Linked DNA regions of Mus musculus: region 1 is linked to region 2. A link is a contact called in public promoter capture Hi-C data. All regions are on one chromosome and are shown on one strand. The core of a region is the stretch at or near the end of the contact, and the rest is flanking DNA. Distances in the headings are between cores, read along the strand shown. Region 1 holds the start of Cwc22 (CWC22 spliceosome-associated protein). Region 2 holds the start of Sp3 (trans-acting transcription factor 3).

Region 1 (5,546 bases), core at 2,234-4,733, 5.0 Mb before region 2:
TGTGTCTTCAGCCCTGAAGACCAGAATCTCTTGTAACACATGAGTTTAAGATGGCTAACCTCAGTTGACAACTTGACTTGAGAGTCCTGAGTTAGCCAGAGCTAGGCTGACTCCGGGACAGACTACAAACTGGCAGTTTGGGAGAGTAGGCCTAGGTTTTTGTTTCTCAGAACTGGACAAGTCCAAAGCAAGTCAATTCCATATAAAATCACCCCTCATGGGCAGCCAGTCAGAAAGCTGCCCCACTACCTAGCTTGAGCCAAGTATAGTATAGTATAGTATAGTATAGTATAGTATAGTATAGTATAGTATAGTATAGTATAGTATATAGTATATAGTATATAGTATATAGTATATAATATAGTATAGAGCCAGCATAAGTTCGCAGAATCTCCCAGACACTTAACCAATGACAAAGACACTCATACCCCTAGAGATAGAGCCAATCAATCAAGGGAAAGAAGTTAAGAGTCATCCTCTCCTACCTTAATAGGATTTACATTTGACACTGCAAAGCCCTTACTTTTGTCTTCCATCCTGATGTATGGTGGAACCCTGCATGCAGGTTCTTTGCAGAATAAACACTCTTTCCTGTTGCACACTATTTGAGTCTGGAGTATCATTCTTCACAAATCAAAGACTCTTACATTCTATATGTAGAATCAACTAAAACCAAAGCTCCCGGACACTCCTGCGGGATTATCTTAATCAGATCATTTGAAGAAGGAAGACTCATCCTAAATCTCATCCATACCTCCTGGGGGCAGCCCACATAAAAAGACATGGAGGAGAGAAACTGTTTTTTGTCTTCACCTTCTCCATCAATAGCAGGTTGGTCTATCCTGTTGCTGCCAGTATTGAATCCAACTTCTTGAGGATTCCAACACAGAGTGAAAAACAGCAGCTCTCCAGGAGCCTTCCAGGACTCCCAACACCAGACAGGAATACAGAGACTGCAGTCTCATGGACTGAGGAACAACAGAATTCTTGCCCCTTCCACTGTGAGGCAGCTGTCCTTGGACTATTTTGGTGTTTTAAATAGGTATGCCCACAGAGACCTAATCAATGCTTGGTCCATAGGGAGTGACACTATTAGGAAGTATGACCTAGTTGGAGGAAGTGTGTCATTGTTGGCATCTCCTATGCTCAAGCTATGCCCAGTGTGGCACATAATCTCCTTGGTGCCTGCAGATCAAGATGTAGAACTCTCAACTCCTTCTCTAGCACCATGTCTGCCCAAGTGCCACCATTTTTCCTGTCCATTGTGATAACAGACTAAACTTCTGAAACTGTAAACCAGCCCCAATAAATCTTTTCCTTCATAAGAGTTGCCATGGTCACAGTGTCTCTTCACAGCAATAAAAACCTAACTAAGATAATTATTCATACCACATCTTTTAAGCCAGCCTGATACATCTCTTATTATATATTCATTCTATCAAAACTGCTCTTTTAGAAACTCTAATACACAGTGAGGACCAGCTCTAGAATTTTATTATTCCCTTTGCTTTATTGATATTGTTGTTGCTGGTTTGATTTGCCTTGTTTTCTTTCTGCTTTTGACATGGTCTTGCTATGTAGCCTTGGCTGGCTTGAAACTCACTCTGTATACCAGGCTAGCCTCAAACTCTTAGAGAGCTATCTGCCTCTGCTTCCCAAGTACTAGTATTAAAAGCTCACTACGTAGCCTTGGCTGGCTGAGAACTGACTATATAGATCAGGCTGGCCTTGAACACTTGAACACAGGTCTGCCTCTTAAATTATGGGATTAAAGTGCCTAGCCCAGGATTTTTATTTTGTTTACACCCTGTGGGGGTTTGAATAAAAATGGCCCACATAGACTCACAGGAATTAGGAGGTGTGGCTTTGTTGAGGTAGACTTGGTGCAGTGGAAGGAAGTGTGTCACTGAGGTGGGCTTCTCAGATGCCCACGCCTGGCCAGTGTTTGAACGTCTTCTCCTGCTGTCTGTGGATCTAGATATAGAATTCTCAACTCCTTCTCTAGCCCCCCTACTACTTAGATGCCATAAAACTCCCCACCATGAATTCCACCATCACAATAATGGAATAAACCTCTGTTGTAAGCCAATTAGATTGGCTGTTTGTTTGTTCATTTGTTTGTTTGTTTGAATATAACAATTGCTGTAGTCATGGTGTCACTTTATAGCAGGAGAAACGCTAACAAAGTCATACTATCTCTAGGAAAAGGCTGAAAGCTCAATCACCCTAAAATTATAATAAAGAAGCAGAGCTTACTGCCCCAGGCATTTGATGCCAGCCCCTAGGAAGCAGAGCCAGGCAGATCTCTGTGAGTTCAAGACCAGCCTGGTCTACATAGTAAGTTCCAGGCCAGCCAGGGCTACATAGTGAGACCTTGTCCCTGTTTAAAAAATAAACAAAATTCTTGGAGAAGCCAGGCCTGGTTTACAAAATACTTTGAAATATAAAGATGATGTTGTTTTAGGAAGAGCTTTCCAATCACATTAGCATGCTCTTTAACACTTACCTTTTGGTAACACTGAAAATCAAAGACTAAGGAAACAGTATAATTGAGGCCAGTGCTCTAAACTCGTTACAGATTTCACATTCCAACCCTGAAAGTATCATAAATACAACTTGCTTCTTTTTTTTTTAATTTTTTAATTAATTAATTAATTTATTTATTTTCGGAGACAGGGTTTCTCTGTATAGCCCTGGCTGTCCTGGAACTCACTTTGTAGACCAGGCTGGCCTCGAACTCAGAAATCCACCTGCCTCTGCCTCCAGAGTGCTGGGATTAAAGGCATGTGCCACCACGCCAGGCAACTTGCTTCTTTTCTTTTTTCACCTTCCTCTCTCTCTCTCTCTCTCTCTCTCTCTCTCTCTCTCTCTCTTTCAAGACAGGGGCTCATTATGTAGCTCTGGATGTCTTGGAACACACAGTGCCAGTCTCAGCCTCCAAAATATTTGGAGTAAAGGCAGACACCACCATGTTGGGCCTCCAATTTACTTCTCACTGTCCTTACAACATATCATTTATAATCAGATAGTCTTCCATTCACTTGAATTTAAAATCTTGGAACTTAATAGATACTAAACATTTTGTCACTTTCCCCTCTTCTCCCAAACAGACTTTTGGTAAAGCTTCTGTCAAAAATCTGAAAGGGATCGCTACTTTTTTTATTATTTTCAGGCAAGGTATTATATAGTAAGCCTCTGCGGTAGTTTCATAGTATGTATCTTAGTGTTAAGCTTTTACACTGAAAAAAAAAAAAAAGAAAGAAAAGCTACGGTGTCTACTAAGAGCTACTTTTTATGGCTTTAGAAGATGAGTAGTGTTAGAATAAGAAGCATGCCTCGAAAACCTAGCTCTCAAAAGTGTCTCTAGTGTGACCTCCTATCCGAACGAACTACAATTCCCGTCATGCACTGCGGTCCAACTACAACTCATTTCCGTCCGCGCTGCCAGAGCATGCTGGACTTTGTAGTTCACTCGGACTCACATGTTCTTTTCTCGTGTTCTTTGTAAGGAATGACAGTGTTACTAGCTGGATTGCTTTGACTCAAGGTGTTACTATACCGCATTATCATTAATCGTATCACATACCTGCCAATTCACTACCAGTTTTTCACTAATTTCTCGCGCTACTTTCACCCGGGAAAGGGAACTGACGCTCTTCCGGTATGATGGCGGCGCGGTGGAGCTTTAGGTAATTACGGAACTCTGAAGACTCGGGATAGACTAGGAGCCAGAGTGGGGGCGGCGGGTTGCTAGGTCGCGTGGAGAGGGCAGGGACTTGCGAGTGGGCGCTTGCCCGGTGGGCCTTGCTTTCCTCATGTGGCTGCGCCGTCTCCACCGGCGGCCCGCGAGGTGCCGTGTGAGCCGGCTGGGCCTAGCGCCGGCGGCGGGGCGTGCGTGTCTGGGCCTTGGTCTGGGTTGTCGGTGAACACCTCTCCTGGGAGCACCCTGGGTCGCGTCCCCAGTCGGCGTCCCGGGGCTGGCATTAATAAATTCTGGTAACGCGTTTGCCTCATTCCAGCTTATCCCAGTAGCCAATTCTATTACATTTTCATTTATGGATCGTTTTCATTGACTTGACTGAACCCCTGTCATGTTTAGCCCTAGTGATCCATGTTTCGCATCTTCTGTGTTTAGGTCGCATACGTAGTTAACCTTAACTCTAAAAGCCTCTACTATTTGCAACTTCCAAACATGGGTTTGCAGTTCCTGCCCCTAGCGAGCTGCAGGCCCTACAGTACAAACAGCACTGTGCCAGCTGTTTGACCTGCTCTAAATGCAAGACTTTTTTGATACATTGTAGCCACTTAACTCGCCCCCCCGCCCCCCGGAAGAATAATTTGGGGAAAGGTATTAATAGAAACAGTAACTGAGCCCCGGCAAGCCGTTGGTGAGTTTGCCCAGTGGTTAAAAGCACTCTTTCAGAGGGATCTAGGTTCGATCCAAGCACCCACAAGATGGATCACAACAAATTATAATATCAGATTCAGGGGACTGGATACCTGCTTGCTGATAGCCACTTGCACCAGCAACTTGAACTGTCCCTATATGTATATGAAGGCAAAAAAGATCCATACATGTGAAAATGAGCTACCTTTTCTGTTAATTGTGCTCTGTATTTAAACTGCCTTTTGTTTATTTATTTTTCCTGTTCTCTGTGTAGTCTTGACTGTCTTGGAACTCACTCCTTAGAGCAGGCTGACCTCAAATTTAAAGAGTTCTGCCTGCCTCTGCTTTCTGAGTGCTGGGATTAAAGGTGTGGGCTAGCCGGGTTTAGACTGGTTATTTTAGTTGAGTCCTACCTTGTTCATGACTGGCCCAGTCAGACTCAGTCTGGAAATAGACCAGTTCCAGAAAGAAGTGATTATCGGTAATACAGCAGATTGGAACTAATGTCTTTGAGGGTTTTTCTGTCAGATTTCCCTTGTTTTCTCTGTAAGTCTGAAATTACTGCAGGAACTCTAGCCAGCTTGAATGTGGTGGACAAGGCTCTCCTTCCCAAGTCCCCGTGTCTTGTTAAAAACCGTTAGATCACATTCCTCAAGCTAGCCCCCAAGATCTGTTCCCTGATCTAACCTGCAGAGATCCAGCTATCAAAGCATTGAAGTCCAACAATCCAAAACCTCTCTGGGGTCAACTAATTGACATGCCCAATTTAAATTAAATACCTCAGCCTAACCCCTCTACCCGCTACGCTAATATTTTCCTATATGTATGTCTTCTCTCTATCCAGAGACAGTCCTTTGTTCCCTTGGGACAAATACCCCTTTACCCTCTCCCTTGTTCCCTTCCCCTTCTCCCTCATCCTAGTGTCCTGTCTTTGTCTCCTGTTTCTTGCCCTTTGTCCTTCTGGGGCAAATAAGTCTCCTTTGTGCAGAGAACACGCTCTTGGAGTGTCTTGAGCCAACTTTGAGGTTCCCTACAATTACGAGCAAGGGAGGCCGATGGAGCACTAAGGATTTCAGAAAACTCTCAGGCTTGTTAACACTTTTTCTTACACCTCCCAAGTAAACATGGGAGAAGACAGTTGAATGCTTACCTCAGCACA
Region 2 (5,842 bases), core at 1,307-3,806:
GATCCAGATAATCCCTCATTAAGACTGTCTTTTCAGGTAATTCTAGATTGTGTTAAATTGACAAGTAAAACTAACACTAACAGTTATTATGTATATCCGTATATAGTCACAACTTAGTATGTTTTAAAATATCCTTTAATAATTAGCACAGGTCTACATATTCTGAACCTACTCATTAGATGAAGAAAAAATTCAGAGCCCAAACCCCCCCCCCCCCCCATAGTACCTCCATTTTAGTTTGATATGGTAGACTAATCGCTGACCATGACACCATATAACGTTTCTAGCTAGTCAGTGAGGTACCTTACAGACTAAGCTTGATTTCCTTCTCTTGGAGTTGTAGCTGATGTTATTACCAACTTTGTCCTAGTCTACTGGGGAATAGGGTGATCTGGTTTTGTTTCTTGGCCAGGAATAGCTTGTGAAAATCTTGAGAGAAAACAAGAAACTGGGCCAAGTCGTGGGGACAGGGGAAAACAGATCTTACTGTTGTTTCGAGATTTGTTCATGATAATACTTGATTCTCATTTAATGACTGTACAAAAACATATTAATCCACCGTAAATTATACTGTATGTTACTACATGTATTTATCTAAATACCGGCTTTATGCTTTGCATATACTTTAGTGTATTTGCACTAGTTAAGAAATAAGTATTCTTGCAAGAGACCATTTTGCTTTTGGTCATCTTAACATAGGGTGTCACAGTGACTCAACTGTGGTTGGAGAAGTCTACTGAATCTCACCTTATGCTGAGTCATACTCTTGCTGATGTTCATTCTTTTTTTTTTTTTTTTTTTTTTTTTGGTTTTTGTTTTTTCGAGACAGGGTTTCTCTGTGTAGCCCTGTCTGTCCTGGAACTCACTCTGTAGACCAGGTTGGCTTTGAACTCAGAAATCCGCCTGCCTCTGCCTCCCAAGTGCTGGGATTAAAGGCGTGTGTCAACACCGCCCAGCACTGATGTGCATTTTTAAGAGCTTTGCCTCAAAACAGCTAGTTTGAGTTATCTGGTTTTTGGCCCTGAAAGACTGTTCTTGCTTGCATGACACAAGAGAAAGAGAACATGTGTCACTGTATTAAAAATTACCACGAAGTAGTTGGCGGAGATGGCCCCCACTTTTAATCCCAGTACTCAGGAGGCAGAGGCAGGTGGGTTTCTGTGAGTTCCAGGTGAACCTGGTCTACAAATCCAGTTTCAGGACAACCAAGGCTACACATGAAACTGTCTTGAAAACAAAAACCACAACCAACGAGAAAAAACCAAAAAACAAAAAAACAAGTCCAAAAAGGCTTCTGAAACCGATGTATGCACTGCCCCTCCCCCCCATGAATTTTCAAGTTCGTGTATACAAAGCTAGTTTAAATGCTTTGCCTTCAACCTCATACAAAACATACAAGTACAATAATTGGGATGTTTATTCTTGCTTGAGGTAGATTTCTAATAAAAGTATTGTGGATAGTGTTTCCTACTCTTAAATTCAACCTTTCTTAAGCAAAAGTATCTAGAGGTAATAGACAACGTTCTGTCTGTTGTTTGCAGAACACTTTTTTCTCCTGAATGACTGACTGCAAGGCATTGAGGATGTCAAAGGAAGGGGTGTTAATACACCACTAAGTACAAAATTTAAAAAAAAAAAAAAAAGTAACTAAACGCTCCCAAGAGGAAGGATACTTTTTAGATGTACTGTTTTAACAAATGTTGACTGACTTTCTTGGTTAAGAAGCAGGTAGTTTGTGTGTGCAGCAAACTGATTTTAAAGGGTGACTGTATCTCATTGAATAAAAACATAACTAAGCCTGCTTTGATATCACTGGCCAGAACTAAAACCTTTTTTCTTTATGAAGGGACTGGAGATATCTTTTTGCTCTAAGTGCCCGCCTCCAGGGTCCACAAAAGTAGATGGTTGGTAACCACGGGCTAAGCTCGGGAGGATGAGAAGGTGATGGATCCGACTTGCGACCAAGAGCTGAATGTGTGTGAAAACGTCCTCCTCCAGCCTCGGAGGGGGTGTCTCCCCCAATACCAGCTCCCTCCCCCAGGGCTCGTGGGGCGGGTCCGGTTTGCTCAGTAGCAGCAGCAGCCCTGGGGCCGAGCGGCGGTGGCCTCCTGGCAGCGCTGGCAAGACGCAGCTCCGAGCGCCCGGGCCCTGGGGAGATCCAGTCCGGTCGGCTGCCAGGATGGAGGAGACGTCGAGTGGAGCCGGAGCCACCGGGGACGGACTTCCTCCCCAGCTCGGCTCCCCGACAGCCTGGCGAGGCCTGCACACAGGGCCAGCCAGTGGAAGAGGCCTGCGCCTCGGGTCTGGCAGCCGCAGCCGAGGAACGAGGCTGGCACAGCGGGGTAACGCGCGAGCCGGGGCCGTTCTGGAGAACCTACGGCGCCACGGCCGCTCATTGTCTCTCCCCTTCAACCCGGGGGCAAACAGGAAGCCCGCCGCCAGGCCGAGCGACGGACAGGCGTCCGGACCAATGAACAGAGCTGACGGAGAGCCTAGCGGCAAATGAGAGCCGGGAAGAGGGGCGGAACTTCCGGGCGGGCTGTCGCCCTCTTCCCCCCTTTTGGGCTGGAGGCTCCACCTTTTGTGTTTCCCGCACAGTCAATCAAAATAGGAAAAAAAAAATTCCCCGGACCGCTCCGGCCGTGTCCGCCGCCGCTTCCCGCATCCTCTCCCGCCGCCGCCGCCTTCGCTTCTCACCATGTGTAAGGCGGCGGGGAGCCCCGCCTGAGCTGTCCTAAACACACTATGACCGGTACGTAAAGCCGAGAGAGAGCAACCCTCGCTGCCTCCGCCGCTGCCACTGCCGCCCACAGCCAGCCCGGGGCCGCCACCGCCGGCTCCCGGCCTCCGGGAGCGTGCGACCGAGTGTCGGCGGAGGCAGAAAGCCGCACTCCCATCTCCGCCAGCCAGCTGTCCAGCCCTTCCAGCCCCAGCGCCGAGTGCCCGCCGGGCTCCGGGCGGGCGGCCCGGTCCGCCGGGAGCGCATCCCCCCTGTGTGCGGGCGCGGGCGGCGGCGGCGGGCGGGCGTGTGCGAGTGACTGACGGTGCGAGAGGAGCGAGCGCCGCGGAGGGAAAGGGGAGGAGAGGAGAGGAGAGGAGAGGGGGCAGGGGCAGCGCGGGGAGGAGGAGGAGGGAACGAGGAGGAGGAGGGTTACAGCCGCGGCGGGCGGGGGCAGCAGGAGGGGAGGAGGGAGCGCGCCGCCGCCGCCGTGGCCGCCGCGGCCGGGGGGAGGGCAGGGGAGGGGCAGGGCCCGGGCCGCCCGGCGCTCACTAATGTGGCCGCGGCTCGCGGGCCCCCTCCCTCCCCGCACCCGCCTTCCTCCCCACCCCACCCTCCTCCTCCCCCCTCCCCCCGCGCTGTGCCTGCAGCTCCCGAAAAGCCCGTGAAACAAGAGGAAATGGCTGCCTTGGACGTGGACGGCGGCGGAGGCGGCGGCGGCCACGGCGAGTATCTACAGCAGCAGCAGCAGCAACAGCAGCAGCACGGAAACGGCGCGGCGGCGGCGGCGGCCCAGGTGAGGAGCGGCTGAGCGCGGCCGGGCTCCCCGCGCGCCGCTTTCTCCTCCCCTCGCCCTCCCTCCTTCCCTCCCTCCCTCCCGCGCGCGCTCGCCCGCCCCTCCCCCGCCCCGGGAGCTGCCCGCCCGAGGCGCCAACGCTCCGACCCCGCCCGCGCGCCCCCGCCCGCCGCCTTTTTGTGTGTGTGTTTGTGTGTGTGTGAGTGTGCAAGTGTGCGCGCCCTCCCGGGTGGGATCCGGACGGAGGGAAGAGGCCCGGCGCGCAGCCGTCCGCCGCGGGCCACCGAGCGCGGGGAGAGGCGCCGCAGACCCCGGAGGAGGAGGAGGAGGAGAGCGCGGGGCCGGGTTGGCGGCGCGGCCAGGCGCGGAGCGAGCCGTACTTCCTGTGCGAGCGGGCCCGGCCCTAACCGCCACCCCCCTCCCTGTCTCCCTCTCTGAACCCGCCCATCGCGGGTAGGACACTCAGCCGTCACCGCTCGCTCTGCTGGCCGCTACCTGCAGCAAGATAGGGCCGCCATCGCCGGGCGACGACGACGAGGAGGCGGCCGTTGCCGCCGCCGCCGGGGTCCCCGCCGCCGCCGCCGGAGCGGTAAGTCCCGCCCGCCCGCCATCCCGGGCCTGCGGCGCGCCCGCCCGCCAGCCCGCCAGCCCAAGGCCTCCCGCCGCCGCGCGGCCGTCACGCGCGGGCCGTCCGGCTCTGCCGCGCTTCCCTGCTCGCTCGCGTCCCCGGTGGGAGCCCGGGCCGGCCCGCGCTTTCCGGAGATTGTCACTGCGGCATCGCGCGCAAAATTCCTCACAAAATGAAGTCTGAGACGGAGGAGGTGGGGGGTGGGCACGGGACTCCAAAATGGATGTTTAAGTAATTCGTATCAGGACTTGAAAACTCACTCGCTCTTTGCACTACATTTGCAAGCACAGCCTATCGGTCACAGATAGTATCACCTACCGAGGCAAGGATGGCTCTAGTTTCTAGAGTTTTTGAATCTGGAGCAAGTTTCCAGATCTTGGGTATTTGATCATTTAAGGAGGGTGTTCTTTTATACGCAGGGACGAACATTTTTATTATTATTATTTTTTAACCTGATCATTCAGAATTGTTGGCGTTTTGCAGACTACTCCAACTTTGCACTAGTTTTGTTCTGAGTAGGGTTAAGTGAAATAGTTGGGAGGCTATTGAAATTTGAATTTGAAGTTAGTAATAACTTTGGCCTTTGAGGTTTTCTAGAATATCAATCTTAAAAAGTAGATGAAAGTCATTTTGTTTACATGCTTGTTAGCACACTTCATACTTTTAAGAGTTGAAATTGGTTGGCTAAATGTTATTTTTATTATAACGAGTCTGATGGGATTCTTTTGTAAATTTTAGAACCTCTAGGTTGTGGAGAGGAGCGGCAAGTCTTAGTGAAGACTCAGTGTAAAATTAGGTGCTGTAGACAATGTGAATTTTACATCTGTGTGGACCATTGCTGCTCTTAGCTTACTGTGAAAAGGTGTGTTCACCTGTTAAGATAGTTAAAACACGCCTCAAGACTAAGTTTTTAAGAGGTTTATAGCAATCGATTTATGTAGTGTCAGTTTAGTTGTCACTGTTAGAAAAGTTAGCTGTTGTATACTAGTCATTCAACGTTGTTACTCTGTATTAGTAAATAGATATTTTTAGTCTGAAATTAGACTATGGACAGTGGGAGCATTTTTAATGTCATGTATTTTTTAAGCATATTAAAATATCAAAAGCTGTTTGGGAAAACTTTTAAATTTAAAGAAACGTTAAGCAGATTAGTAAACTTTTAAAGTAAGTTATATTTCCCTAGTCCCAAAGTGTCAAATTAAGTTTATTGTTTTCCTTAATAAACTACCTCAGAAGTAAAATTGAAAAATAAACTTTAAATAAAGTGCAATTTTTCATGTAACTATCAAAGTTTCAGAATGTGCTTACAGATGGGGAGGGGAGTGGTGAGGAGAAGCACAGGGTTGAAAGCATCATGCTTAGACTCCAACTCTAGTGGATCACTAGACTGACCCCAGCCATGTGTTTGTGTCATGTTCTTGGGCTTCTTTAAGATCTCTGACCTATCACAACATTACTAAGAACACCATTTCCTGCCAGATGAACATGAACACTCTGAATTTAGTAAAAGTAATAATATGAAAATACAGTTTGCTAGAGAAGCCTCTAAACTTGGAATTTTTTGGTGCATGTTTGATGCTCGATAAATCTGAGTTCTTCCAAATTTTTCACTTTGAGCAAAGTTGAAGTAAACTGAGCTGAAAGTTGAATAAGGTGAAAAATATGAGAGCTGTCATTTTTGTCTGAACATTAATGGGGA

The links. Promoter capture Hi-C pulls out the DNA fragments that hold promoters and counts their contacts.
Region 1: a promoter capture Hi-C map of 3T3-L1-derived adipocytes shows a contact between it and region 2, with 2.7 times the contacts expected there. The contact joins the promoter of Cwc22 here to the promoter of Sp3 in region 2. A contact is called at or near these places in 3 of 39 promoter capture datasets (the 3T3-L1 cell line and 3T3-L1-derived adipocytes).

What each region holds. Positions count from the first base shown.
Region 1 is chr2:77,944,293-77,949,838 of GRCm38.p6, reverse strand. Cwc22 (CWC22 spliceosome-associated protein) reads left to right here and starts at 3,483. Exons shown (of 20, transcript NM_001362658.1): 1 at 3,483-3,689.
Region 2 is chr2:72,977,160-72,983,001 of GRCm38.p6, reverse strand. It overlaps Sp3 (trans-acting transcription factor 3), which reads left to right and starts at 2,556. Exons shown (of 7, transcript NM_001018042.3): 1 at 2,556-2,752; 2 at 3,370-3,515; 3 at 3,973-4,104. The coding sequence starts at 2,746. Sp3os (trans-acting transcription factor 3, opposite strand) reads right to left here and starts at 3,570. Exons shown (of 3, transcript NR_045269.2): 1 at 3,407-3,570.